Linked DNA regions of Mus musculus: region 1 is linked to region 2. A link is a contact called in public Hi-C data. All regions are on one chromosome and are shown on one strand. Each heading gives the region's core, a stretch centred on a gene start, on an enhancer-like site or on the middle of the called end of the contact. The rest is flanking DNA. Distances are from core to core; before and after follow the strand shown. Region 1 overlaps Gm40576 (a long non-coding RNA gene). Region 2 overlaps Wdr25 (WD repeat domain 25).

Region 1 (6,168 bases), core at 1,506-4,005, 1.3 Mb before region 2:
TCTTTCCCTGGTAGATCCTCCCAGAAGCCAATCAACGCTGGAGCGTGGAGCCGGGTACACACTCTGGTCTGTTCATACTCATCTCTGGCATGGAGGCTCTGAAGTTAGCGGTTAGTAATCTATTCCAGAGTCTAGCTGGAACATTTCACAGCCCTGGCTAGAGAGAGGTGGGCCAGGCACAGGTACCTTGGCATGTTGCCTCTGTGTGTGTCCATCTGTCCTTCCCATAGGGACCATCTTCATCAACATGATGCCAAATGCTCACAGGGCTGACTGCTAAGGCCAGTCTGCTAAGGACTGTGCTTCTCTCTTGACCTCACATCGCCTCGACGTCTCTGCTTGTGACAGACAGAAAGACAGACAGACAAGCTTATCTCACTTTAGAGAGATGGAGTTTGGAGCTGGTAGAGGTTACATCACATGCCGGAGATCATCCAGCTGGGGTTAGCAGAGCCTGGAGGCCACCTTATGTCACCTGACTCCAGACACACGTGTGTGCCCCTCCCCTATCCCAAGTTCCTAAGGCTAGGGGAACTCTGCGGGTTTCAAGGCAATTTCAGATGTGTCCGGACAGCTCTTTTATATAATGGCACATTTTTTTTCATGTGTATTAGAAAAAAATATTCCAACAAATTTGGATTTTTATTGAGAGTGTTGTCTAGCAGAAGGCAGGTTTAAAACTTGAGACTATTTTGGATTGAATCTAAGGAAAATATTAAGTAGAAAGCGGTGGAAATTGGAGGATGGCGAAGATTAGCCTTGAAATAAGATGTACTGCTGCACAGAGCCACCTCTGCCAGGCACCCTTGCGCTCCTCCAGGATCCCACATGCCCGTGTCCCTGTTCCTCATACCTTAAAGCCCCCTGCTCACCCCCAAAGGCTCTCACATGTCCTGTGTGGTCCTGGGTTGACTTTACTCTCTGTGTTGCATCCTCTGCTATCTGCCATCCGCTCCCTCCACCCCCAACGTAGCCATCTTGGTTGATCTGATGGACTGTACTGACCCAGCTAGCCCATTCTTTCTCAGGACTTCTGGATTTGCAATTCTCATACCCCCCCTTTTCCTCTGGGGATCCTCCTTCTCCCAGGGCACCCCCAAAGGCCCTTTCCTTTCTATCAACCTTAAAAGTCTGCTGTTCCTTAGACTCCTCTTTCGTTCTCACTGGGTCACCTTTCATTCTCCCAGCCAGTCTCACTGCCGCCTTTGGTACCCACTGCTAAGCATCAGTGGTCAATCCCTTCCCTTACACTCTCGGGCCATTTTCTGACGTCCAGACCTGTATTGCCTGCTGGGCACCTCCTTTCAGTCACTCTACAGTGCCCGAGTCTGGGCTGGTGTATCCCGACTCCCAGTAAAGACACAGGCACACTGGCTCTCCCACAGTATCCTCTACCACCCTCAATGGCTTCACTCAGTGCCAGTGTCTTCCCCAAGCTCCCTCTGAAGCCCATGTCCAACATGCTGACATCTCTCCATCTCTCTACCATTGCTCCAGTTCAAGGGCATTTGTTCTTCTACTTGCTTGGACCCAGAGTCCTAGCCAGGATAGAGTCCTGTCTTTATGAAGACCTCCTTCACCTGTCTCTGCTTCTCCCTGGATGGGATTCTGCAAAGCTCCCTGTTTGGGCTCTTTGTTCTGAGCTCTGGGAGGGGCCGTGGCAAGTCTTGCTGCCCGACACTCACTGTAGGTTAAGTGCTAATTTCCCTCAGAGGCCACAATGGTGTGGACAGGGTCCAGGTTCTCCTGGGGCAGCTTCACAGTGCCAGCTCAGCCCCTATGCTTCTCATGGCCCTGCTGATCCGCAAGTGACTTCTCCGTGCCATCTAAGATGAGCCTTTCTTTCATTTCCTGCCCTGAGAAGGTGAGAACAGGGTCAGAGGGCATTGCCCACACCCAGTGATCAAATGTGCCATGTGACCAACCTAGATGCTTAAGGAGGACAGAAGGTACTACTATTTTTGGTTGGGAAACTACATGCCTAACCACCCCTTTGTCCTCCTTTAAAAACTGTGTTTTAATTTTATTGTGTGTATGTGGCCTATGTACCTGTATGGGTGCGTGCATCCATATCTGCACTTTAAGAGGCCAGAGCAAAACGCCAGCTATCAATCAATCACTGCCTTATTACCTTGAGAAAACGTCTTCTACTGAACCCAAAGCTCTCCTTTCTAGCTGGGCTGCCTTGCCTCATAGTCCCTGGGTCCTCCTGCTTCCAACATTCTTCCCAAAGCTGGGGTTATAGGTGCAGGCAACCATGCTCCACTTTTTAGTGTGGGCACTGGAGACTCGAACCCAGGTCCACATGCTTTCAGAGTAAGGGCTCTTCCCTGCAGTCCTCCAGCCACTCCTCATATTGCTGCAGAGGATGCAGAGCCCTGACAGAAGCCAATAGGATTCCTTCCCAGGAAAGGAAGGCTGCCTCTGACCAGGGATACCTCCATCTGCACAGCAGAGACATGTCTCTTGTAGGTGGCTGGGAAGACCAAATGCAGTGGCCAACGGGGAGAGCCCTGCGTGCAATCAGATGCGATTGAATGTGGCCCCCATCTGCCTGCTCCTGCTTCAGTCACCTTGGACTTGGCATGTGGGACCTGTGAGTTCTGGGCAGGGTTTTTGAAGCTGTAATGTAATAGGGCCGAGCCAAGGCAGCCCCGTGGCGTCCTGCTTGCTTGCTGTCTTTTCTGTACCACGGCTTTGGCACACAAAGACTTCGGGAGCTTCGGGAGATGAGGCTGGCAGGGGTAGGCGCATTTGGTGCGTGGCAAACCGAACCTGTCAATTCCAGAAGCCTTTGGCACATTGTTGAAGCGACTACATGACTTTGAGAAGTGTCTGCATGTTTTTTCCCCAAGTGCAGTTATTTTTGCTGCTGTGAAATGTTCTGAAATCTGACAGTTTTGTTTTGAGTCTCAGCCCGATGTGAAGACGGAAGGGAACACTGCCTCCCAGTTCTGCGGCACCCGCTTCCCGGGGTCTCCTGAGGACACCCAGATCCTGGCAGAGGTGACCAAGGAGAGGCCTGGGGACTGAGGTTCTGGGGCGAGGGGAGTACACATGCAGGTCAGACCATGCAACCTCTGTGTACCCCCAAAGAATGGCCAGGGGCTAGCTTGGCCAGTGTTCAAGTACTACAGTGTGCTAACATGTCTCCTACCTGATGTTACCCAGTACCCATCCTGTTTCTCGGACCTTCCTCATCAGATGTCCTCTTGTACCTACTATGTGCCAGATTTCCTCCACTAGAAGTGCCTACTGTGTGTGCAGAGTCACAGGAGGACCCTCAGTCACAGACATGACAAGGTTACAGTGCCATGCTTCTAGGTGAGGAGATTTCGGAGGGAACAAGACCCTGGGAGGACAGAAAGGTGGCTTTAACCCACTTCCTCCCCTTAACAGTGGTCTGAGATGCAGGCAGGGTGCTGTGGTGGGGTGGGGTTAACTTAGTGGTCCTCCTGTGAGCTGATACCTACCTTGTCCCATGTCACTGCTCCCCAGAGTTCATCCAGAGACCCCTGTTGTCTTCCCCAACAAGCCAAGACCCTCAGCTCATGGTTGCTGTCTCTGCAGAGGCTGCGTTGTCACAGCTGCTCTGTGACTGTCAGGTCCCCCATCAGCCCAGGAGCTCCACTCAGGTTTCACACGTTTCCAGCTAGCTCTCTCAGTTCCCTCACTGGCTGGTCAGTCCCCTGACTCAGGCATCCCTGGACAGCAACATCTTGCTGACATTTTCTGACCTGAGTCCCACAGTGTTGGGTTTGCGTGCTCCTGAGAGATCACTGGGTACTAAGTATGGTTCTGAGTGCTTCCCTTGCAAGGTCCCATGGAATTGCCACATCCACCCTCGTGGGGCGGGGGATATGCATCACTGATGGAGAGAGCCATCTCTACTTGGGAGATACATTGATCCAGCTACCTAAAGACAGAAGCTCACTCAGACTTTCTGGAAAGAGCTAATCACCTGCTTGCCCCCCTCGGTGATGGCAAGGGCCAAACTCTAGCAACACATTTCATACGTGTACAGGCGTGCACCTCTGTTTACAGCCCGCATTTCCGCATCACCATGGAGACGGATGATGCCGCTTTTTCTTGAAAAGGTAGACATAAAGAATCACCAGCAATCTCACAACAGCTTCCTCCCAGTTAAATAGCACAACACAGAAAACAACCACCACCACCCCCCCCCCCCGACCATGGCAAGCTTCCTTCTTTCCCTCTCCAGCTGACTGTCAGGACCTGTGTGTGCCAGACGCTTGCTGCCTTAAATGCCAGGGCCAGCAACAGTAATGAGGGTCCCAATGGATCTGTGAGCATCATGAGGAAGGTCCATATCATTTTTCTGTGTAAGCCAAGCTGGGGTGCCTAGCCTGCTGCCAGGTCTGGGTACTACGGGCTCACACCATACCCTGTTGCCATCTTCTCCAAAAGGCCTCGCCTGTCCTCAGACCCCACAATGTAGCCTGATGAAGAAGACAGAACACAGCATGTCCAATCACGCCCCGCCGACGAAATGCATTGTGAGGATGTTGGGTGCATCGTCCTAGAGGGTGGCTCTGTAACCTACTGGAGACCAAAAGGGTCCTCTCAGCAAAGAAGGGCAAGTGAATGTTGGGGACACATGATGCACAGTGCCATAGCTTGTCTTACTGGACAACCAATGTCAATGCAGACTCTATCACACTCAGAACCTACTTGGGACCTTTCCTTGGGACAGTGGATAGCTAAGTTTAGGATCTGTAGATGCTTCAAAGCCCCCTCATCACAGCTGGGATAAGCTCAGAAGTGAGCTATCTGACTGCTGGGGACTTGGCAAGAGTGTGATGTTCTCATGGAGGGGACAGGAAGGCAAGTTCAGCAGGACACCCGCCTCAGACACTGGAAGAGCTACCAGCCCTCCACCCTTCTCTATGGCACCCCGTGCCTACACAGGCCTCCTTGAAGTCCACCTTCCTATTCACCCTTCTGTGCTCACTCCCTAAATGGACCTTGCAGAGAAGTATAGTTTTGGCAGAATGCAGCCTGAGGTGTCTCTGGATCCCTTGGTGGGGAGACTGTTATCCAGTGGCACACACGGGGCACCCAGGCCATGACACATGGTAGGGAAGGTTGGTTAGTGGTTTCGCCTGGTTCATTAGACATTAGACAAGGCCTCACTGATGGGTCTCCTCTAGGCCTAGCTCTTTATACTTCATGAATCTTCTCTTTACTTCCCAGGGCTCAGTTCTCCACCAGACCCTTCTCATGGACTCATTGGCCACTCCCTGGATGCTGGCAGAGGAGCTGAGAGACGGCACTCTCTGTGGGCCCTGGCCTCATCTGATGGAGGATGCTAAAGGAGCCAAGGCAGCCTTTCTCTTCTGCTGAGACCGTCTTCAGAGCCGCCTGCTCATATCATAAAAGGAGCCAGTGGCTCTGCCATCCATCTACTCTGAGTGTGTGTGGTCAGTGCCGCTAAGGAGCTAAGCCCCACAGGCCTTCTAAACCTGTAGGTGTTGCTTGATCAAGGATCCATTGTGTACTGTGGACCAATAGCTTTTCCTCTCCCTGTGTCCCCAGGCTCCTTCATGACTACACAGGCCATGGAGGTTGAGGGGACCCAGGGGAGTCTGTCACAGGGCTTTGCATTTAGCACAAAGCTGCCCCTCAGCAGTGGCTGGAGCAGGACAGGAGCATGCATCTTCCTCCTGGCATGCTCCAAACACATGTAGGTCAAGGGGATTATCCTAGCTTGCTTTCTGAGGCTGGGATAAAATACTGACTAAAAGCAACTTGGGGAGGAAAGGGTTTACTTCAGCTACCAGCTTCCAGCTCAGCGTGAAGGGAATCAGGGCAGGACCAGAAGCAGAAACCTGGAGGCAGGAACTGAAGTGGAGTCTTAGTGGGATGCTGCTAACTGGCATGCTCGCTACGGCTTGTTCAGCTTGCTTTCTTATACACCCCAGGCGTGTCTGCCCACATCAATCATTAACTAACAGGCTCGCCTATCACAAGTCTGATGGAGACCCTTTCTCCATGGAGGTTTCATCTTCCTAGATTACTTTAGCTTATGCCAAGCTAACAAAGGTCTAACCAGCACAGGTTAGCAGTAAGACCCCACAGCTGGCCTGTTGTTCTGTTGCCCTCCACAAGGAGCTCAGAACTCATGGACTAAGATGGGAGGTGGGGGGC
Region 2 (7,107 bases), core at 273-2,772:
ACTGACGCGCCCCAGAGGCCCAGAGGAAATATTATTGCGAGACAAAAACTGAATTATGAAATCCGCAAGCAATAATTAGTTTAAATTACTACTTCTACTTGAATAATTAAACACGCTTATTTTCACTCACTGATGTTTTATTCATTACCATACATCTTTCCTGAAAGTTGTTTTTAACGTGGATATTCTTTTATTTGCAAAGATCCCACAGAGATTTACTATGCTAATTTCAAACCTTTCTTCTAAAATAAAAACAATAACAAAACACTCCCAGATTATCCCCCATTAGCAACTGCTGTGTGGGGTCCATTATCAATTTAAGTCACAGCAACTGACTGGAAATACTGTGGGTAGCCATGAAGTTATTCACATAACATAGCGTCCTCCCTTGAAAATTCACTACTGAAAGGGCGGTATTTAAATAAGCTCCAAGTGATTATGAAAATAAAAAGACCCAAGTGCAGAAAGACCATTCAGGCACAGACGGAACTCGCCTGTGCTTTTAGCACACCCTCTATTAATGAACATGTTTGTGCACCGCCACAAATAATATTTGAATTTTGTAAGTCGTGTTTGTACACCCTGGAGCCAGGATACCCATAAGCACAGTAATAGGGGCTTAAGGTTTTTATTAAACAAAGTTACCTTTGGGAATAAGGACTAACTTAAATATAATCCACGGACTAACTCTTCCCTGCTGGGCTATTAGCTGGTGCTGGCTGAATGGCGGGACTCCAAATCCTCACTAATGCCAACAAGCTGGGCCTGAGTCAAACCCAGATGGAGTGCGGCTGCCACCACTGTCAACCAGCTCCATGGCGGCCCAGAAGCCAAGTGCTCTGTGGTCCCTCTGAGGGGACCACAGAGCCTAGTTAATGCGAAAGCAGAATGGGCACCAGCTGGACCCACTGGACCACTGTGACAAACAAGCATCCGTGTAATGTCAGCACAGCCCTGTGTCCACACACCAGCCCTGCTCCTTAACGGATCCCTTGAGGTGGCACTGGGCTCTGCACAGTCCTGACCCAGGTCTTAGAACCAGCAAGCTCTTCTCAAACACCTGCTGGAGGAGACTAAGCACTGGAGTTTTAAAAATCCAACTAGACCTGAAGTCCCTATCCTAAAACAATCATTCATTCATCCCAGCAACTCAGCAAAGATTGCATGTGACTTGTTCCTACAGTCCTCCCTCCCGCTGCCATCTATCTCCATGTAGGTGGGTTTGGGGGACACTTCCACACATGCAACCAGTATTTTGAAGTGGCAGGAAAGCAGATTTTGAAGTTTCCAAATAAAAAAATTGACCATCAGCTGAATAGAACCACAAGCTATGGTGCTGGTATGGCCCTTGGAAGATGAAGGGCCTCCAGAGGCCACAGGCCAGAGCTCAGATGGTTCTAGAAATCAACACTATCTGCAATCTGCGTCATCCTGTTAGCCGCATAGGGAGAGCAGAGCAGAGCCTCTGCTAGGCTTCTGTTACCGTGGCAACAGCTTCACTGGCCTGTTGCTGGGAAAGGAATGCAAGAAGGGAATTGGAGAGGGAGTGGGGAAAGGAGGAAAGGCAAGCGGAGGCGGACACAGTTGATGGAGGACTAGGGGCAAGCAGAAGGGGAAAGTAAAATCAAGACATGAGAGGATGGAGGGAAGAGACAGGGAGGAGCAGGGCTGGAGATGGGAGCGCCCACAAGTGTGCAGCTATCTGTATGCAAGGAGAGCTTGTTTCACTCATTAAAGGCAACACATTTCAACTCTCAGTTGCTGCCTCAAGATACACTCAATTATCCGATAAACCACGGGAAAACTGAAAATGCCAAAGTGCTGGAATTGCCTAAACACAAACTCTCAACAATGTCAGCACGAAAGGCTGGCCGGGTCAGGCCTAGATGGAAAAAGGAGGAGGAGAGGGAGGGGGCGAAGAGGAGGAAGAGGTAGAGGAGGAGGAGGAAGAGGAAGAGGAGGAAGAGGAAGAGGAAGAAGAAAAGGAGGAGGAGGAGGAGGAAGGAGAGGAAGAGGAGGAGGAAGAAGAGGAAGAGGAGGAGGAGGAGGAAGAGGAGGAAGAGCAGGAACATGCAGTGGGAGGCAGCACCCTTGAGCACAAGGCACTTGGCACATGAACTCTGTTGGCCTCCCTGTGGAGCAGGCCCTCTCCTGCTCACGAGCTCACGAAGCAGCAGCCTTGAAAGCTTGGAGTTTACACTCAGCTAGGCATCCTCACATTTGTCCCTGGTGTAGGCCAGGTGGGGCTGGAGCAGCACAGGAAACTCAGAGTAGGTGGTCAGCTCCAGCCTATTCTTCGGATACCCCAAAACACATCACCTGCCGAGTTCTAAGAGCCATCTAAATGGAGCATGGTGCCCTGAACTGGTCCCTGGGACAGGAAAGGGGCGTTAACAGGAAATTAAGTAAAAGGCAGGCAAGTGCACTGCAGAGTTAGCTGAGTGTGGTAGAGTTGCCTGATGTTAACTTCTTAGCTGTGTGAGAGGGAGGTCAGTGTGAGGAACGTGGGGAAGGACCAGGCACTCACTGCGTGCTGCTTTATACATCTAGGGTTATTTTTTAAAGTTTTACAAGAAGAATAAGAAGGGCCGTTAGAAACTAAGAGTCCCGTTTTTCTCACAGTGATTCATCTCTTTCGTATAAACCAGCACCCCTGACAGGCTTAACCGCCATAAAGTTTTATTGGCGTGCAGGCTGCAGCATTACAGCAGAGCCACACTCCCACAGCCAGAGTGAGTTATTAAGCCCTGAGCGAGCTGGCAGCGCCCTTTCCTCTGGAGCTGGAACACAGCAGTGACATGCCTCCACACATCAAGGAGCTGCAGCTCAGACCACAGAAAGCACACACACTTGGAAGACTGTGCTGAAATCTCTTTGCCCTCCCTACTCCTCAGCAGGGCTGCACAGGTCCCTCTGGGCCTCAGGTACCCAGCCAGCCAGCATCCTTGGATTGCCTTAGGTTACTGGGGGCAGCACACTCTGCCACATTGCTAGGTCTTTGCAGTGTGCTTGGGATGGTCTGCCACGGCCTTGCTGTGCATCTATCACACCTCCTCAGTGCCCCAACAGCCCAAAGCATCTTATCCTCCACCCTACAGCACAGTCATGATCCTGCCCCACCATTCCCTGCCCGCTCTGACCCCCTGTGCTGCTTCCTCACAGGGAAGACTAGTCCAGGCATTCGTCTCTGATCTCACTCTGTCCCAGCACCCAACTCTTGCAACAGATGCAGGATGAATGAAATACTGTGTTAGGAATGCAAGCAGTTCTTCCTATCCTGCCACTCCCGGGAACAGGTCAGGAAGACTCTATGTGTTAGAGGAAAGGAAACAACCCTCCAGAAGAAACAGATGTTGCTACAGAAGGACAGGTCCATTCCCACAGACATGAGTGTGGCACAAGAGTCCTCTTTTGACAGGGAAGTTGAAAAGCTTTTCAGAGGCTTTGGTTTCCTTGACAACAGCATTGCTGTAGACATGCCGGGAAATAATTAAAAAGTATGTTCCCATTGCTCCAAGTGCTGTAAGTGTTTTTAACCAACAAGAAACAAGTCATTCTGGGTGGCTTCAGTGTGACAGAGCCAAGGGCACACACAGAGACCCCATGGCACCATCGCCTTTCTCTGCACTTGGGGGCCTAAGGGAAGGACCGGAGCCATTAGCCCGGTACAACAGTGACCACAAGAATTTTAAGTCAGATTAACAGCAAACCTTTCCAAAGGCCAAACCTCTGGCAGTTCCCTGAACTGACTCTCATTAACACCATGTACTAGAAAGAAACTGAGGCACAGAAAAAAGAACAATCCAGGCCATGTGGCCAGGGACCTCCACAGCCCCTCCTCAGGCTGACTCCAAGAGCTCACCACTCCTGGAAGAGACTCACATTCTGTCCTCTGGGCCCTGGCCCCCATGTGGAGCCACTCATGCTGGCTACCTCACATGGCAGGACCTGCATCCCCCCTGTGCCTCCCACAGAGCAGGGACTTACAAAGCCAGGCAGCTAGAGGCCCCTGCCCCTGCTCACCATGCTCCCTCTTTTTTCAGATGGCTCTAATGTTGTGTTTTGTTTTAACAGCTTTACTGTGTTCGTGTCTTTCATTGTAAGCTTCCTCAAATCCTTTCTGGATTTATGATTTATAAATAAGTAATAAATAAACACACAAGCTGCAAGCAGCGGCCCAAGACTATTACCTGAGAGCGTGAATACAAACATCTCAACAGATGTGGCACAATCATCGTCTTGATTTAGCTCCCAGCAGATTCGAAGGCCCTTGAACAAGCCTGGACCCAGTTAACACATCACTCTCCACAGAGATGCTTCCTGCATGCACTGGAGGGCAGGGTGGGCCCAGGGACAGAAGTGTAATTGAGACCTCTGGGAGGTCTCCCAGACCCTGCGGCTCAAAGGGCTCATTCACAAATGTCTTCTTAGCACTGACTATGTGTCCTATACTCCTCCAGGACTAGCACTACATGAAAAAAGAGCAGAGTCCTTTGATGGTGGGACCTATAGTGGGCCCATCCATGTCGGACAAGCTCAGCAAAGTCCCAAAAGAGGAAGGTCTTTAGCAAAGCCACATGACTGTCCTCTGCCACTTTAAAAAGGGAGGTGTCTAGAACACCCAGAATAGAAACAGGAAAGGCTGAGTTCAGAAGCCAGCTCTGTGCTTCCATGTCCCTCAGAACCCATCTCTGGTCCTTGGTTTTCTCACCTGTCAAATGGACAGAAGGAGGTTGCCAATGCCAACTGTCATTACGGGGTGACCATCACAGGCCTGTCAGTCATCTTAGAGTCCTTCCATGGCTTGCCTGTTGGATCCTCAGAAGGCTCAGACAGATGCTGACACACTCCCTCACTTACTACCAGGCAAACTAAAGCCAAGAGCTGAACCTACTTAGAGAGACTAGGGATTGAGGCAGAACCCAAAACAAGACTTATGAGCTCACTGACTACCTGGCGCCCTCTGTGTGGGAAAATGGCATGGAAGCCCCAGAGAGGCCAAGCTCTCCACAAGCACAGGAAGTATCAGGTGTCTTGTGTGTTGACCATCCTGGCCCAAAGCCACTAACTGGGTCAAGCTCTGCATCTGACCAACTCTCATTGCCAGCCTCCCTGCCTGTTCTTCTCTGTCACCTAGCCTGAGCTCAACCACAACCTCACACTTCCCTGCCTCGGAACCTGACAGATCTGTCCCACTTTCTCCTAGATTTTAGTCCCAACACTAGTGGTCACACTATTTCATCCTGATGTCTCTCCCCAACCAGGCTTCCTGGTGGCCAGGGTGTGCCTATTCTCCTCAAACCTAGAGTCCTGCATAGACCCAGAACTCCCCACAGGGTGGGGAAGGTGGATGGACAAGAGATGGCCACATAAAAGAGGAAAGGAAAGAACAGGCCTTCTGAGCCTGCAGTCAAGGGCCACCTATCTCCCAGTCAGTCCCTGGGGTCCTTTGTGTGTATATTTCAGCCAGCCAGACAACTCCAGGCAAAGCTAAAGGAACACACGACCCATGCAGCAATGTCCCAGTACAACTCTGGTACTTCACCCATCATAGCTGACATCATGTTACTGAACTAGAAAACAGCCCTGCCAGGAGGAGCCAAGGCCCCTGAGAGACCTACTGGAGTGAGTGGTTACAATGGAGTGTGCTAATCAGCCAGGCCTAGAAGTGCAGGCAAATTAGGTGGCAAGCCTCACCTGCTCAGCAGTGAGGCTTAGAAGGCAATTATAGAATAACCCCATTTGGAGCACCGGATAATACCTTCCATTTGTAAGGGCTTCATAGTTTACAAAGTGGCTTCACACTTCTAACCGCCTGATCCTTCCAGCCCTAGGAGGCAATTAGTTCATAGAAGCGCAGGCTGAAGCTCAGAGCAATGAGGGCACCATAGTCCCAACTCCCAGGGGCATGTGCAGAGCATGCAGTCCCACAACTAGGCTGAGCCAGGCTCTCCAGAACTGCCCACAGCTAGCACCCAAGCACAGAACGCTGCCTCATACAATCCCGAAGGGGCCTACAAACCACCCAAGCTTCCAAGCCCATACAGCAAAGGCACATTCTGCCACCTGGTAACAATGTATCGGGGTCCTGCCAGACTGCTACTGTAGCCCTCTACTAGTCAGAGTGCTGACACATTTCCTAATGCATCTTCCTCAGGAGGAATGGCTGCCCTCAAGACCACAAGCACACAAGCTCACTTTCCTAACAGTCCCAGCATGGTGACAGATGTCATGGCCCAGAAAGGTGAGGACATGGCAAGGGTCCAATGTACCAGCACCTTCCAGAATGTGCTTACAGGACACTGAGGGGGTGTGAAGAGGCGCAGATGAAAACACACAACTCTCCTAACCAAAGGTTACGATGAAAATGTGGTTTAATTTGTGTTTTTGTACCTTTCAAAATAACACTTCAACTGGTGTAGAAAGAGCCCACTTGTGTTTATGAAAGCTCTCCCGTCCCCCTACGGCTGCTGGGCCGTGTAAACACACTGTGAGGAGGGGACAGAAATAGCTGCTTGTGAAACTTTTAATACTAGCGTGTATGAGAATTAGAATTCTAAACCCAGCAGGTTAAAAATGTTCTGAAAGCAATTTTGGTGTTAGTCTAAATAATTATAGATGGTGCTCACTTAGATAAGGGCCTTTGCCCCCTCGGGGCTCCAAGGGAAAATTCTAGGCATGATAGTTAAGCAAAATAGTTGGTTATTACAGAGGCTTTTCGGTGGCAGTGCAAATTGGTATAATCCTTCTGGAAAGCAATCTGACAGGAGACGAACCTGGACCCATGGAAATGTACAACCCTTTGACCCAGCAGTCCCACTTCTGGGAATCAGTCTAAAAGAAATAATCCAACAGAAAGGGGTTTCATGCATGAAGATAACCACTTCAGTATTATCTATAACAGCAAAAATTAGAAACCACCTCGGTGTCCAAGGGCGGCTAAGTAAATTACAGTTAATCAACTCGATAGAGCGTCGCAGAACCAGTGAAAATTGACGGCCCTCCGAAGACACAGGGGCTGGTTGTGCTGCAGCAGCCAGGGCTCCGGGAGAATGTTAAGTGGCAAGCACAGGCTGCTGGAACCGTGTGTGCTCTCTAAGAAAAGCC

Evidence for each region. Hi-C and Micro-C count contacts between places; a contact is called where the count stands out from the background.
Region 1: a Hi-C map of cerebral cortex shows a contact between it and region 2, with 2.1 times the contacts expected there. The contact joins two enhancer-like sites. A contact is called at or near these places in 1 of 15 datasets of contacts at CTCF or cohesin (the NIH/3T3 cell line), 1 of 484 Hi-C or Micro-C datasets (cerebral cortex) and 1 of 9 other capture datasets (embryonic stem cells).

The regions. Positions count from the first base shown.
Region 1 is chr12:110,224,773-110,230,940 of GRCm38.p6, reverse strand. Gm40576 (a long non-coding RNA gene) reads left to right here. Exons shown (of 3, transcript XR_001780704.2): 2 at 1-3,324; 3 at 5,215-6,168. Among named protein-coding and RNA genes, the nearest start is that of Gm40576, 9.5 kb to the left of the region's middle. Within about 2 kb of position 2,755, at least 11 of the 459 cell types and tissues checked have an H3K27ac peak or open chromatin away from gene starts, as enhancers often do. A contact at or near this core is called in cerebral cortex, where this site is marked.
Region 2 is chr12:108,910,521-108,917,627 of GRCm38.p6, reverse strand. The region is part of intron 2 of Wdr25 (WD repeat domain 25); the gene reads right to left. Among named protein-coding and RNA genes, the nearest start is that of Wdr25, 20 kb to the right of the region's middle. Within about 2 kb of position 1,522, at least 97 of the 459 cell types and tissues checked have an H3K27ac peak or open chromatin away from gene starts, as enhancers often do. A contact at or near this core is called in cerebral cortex, where this site is marked.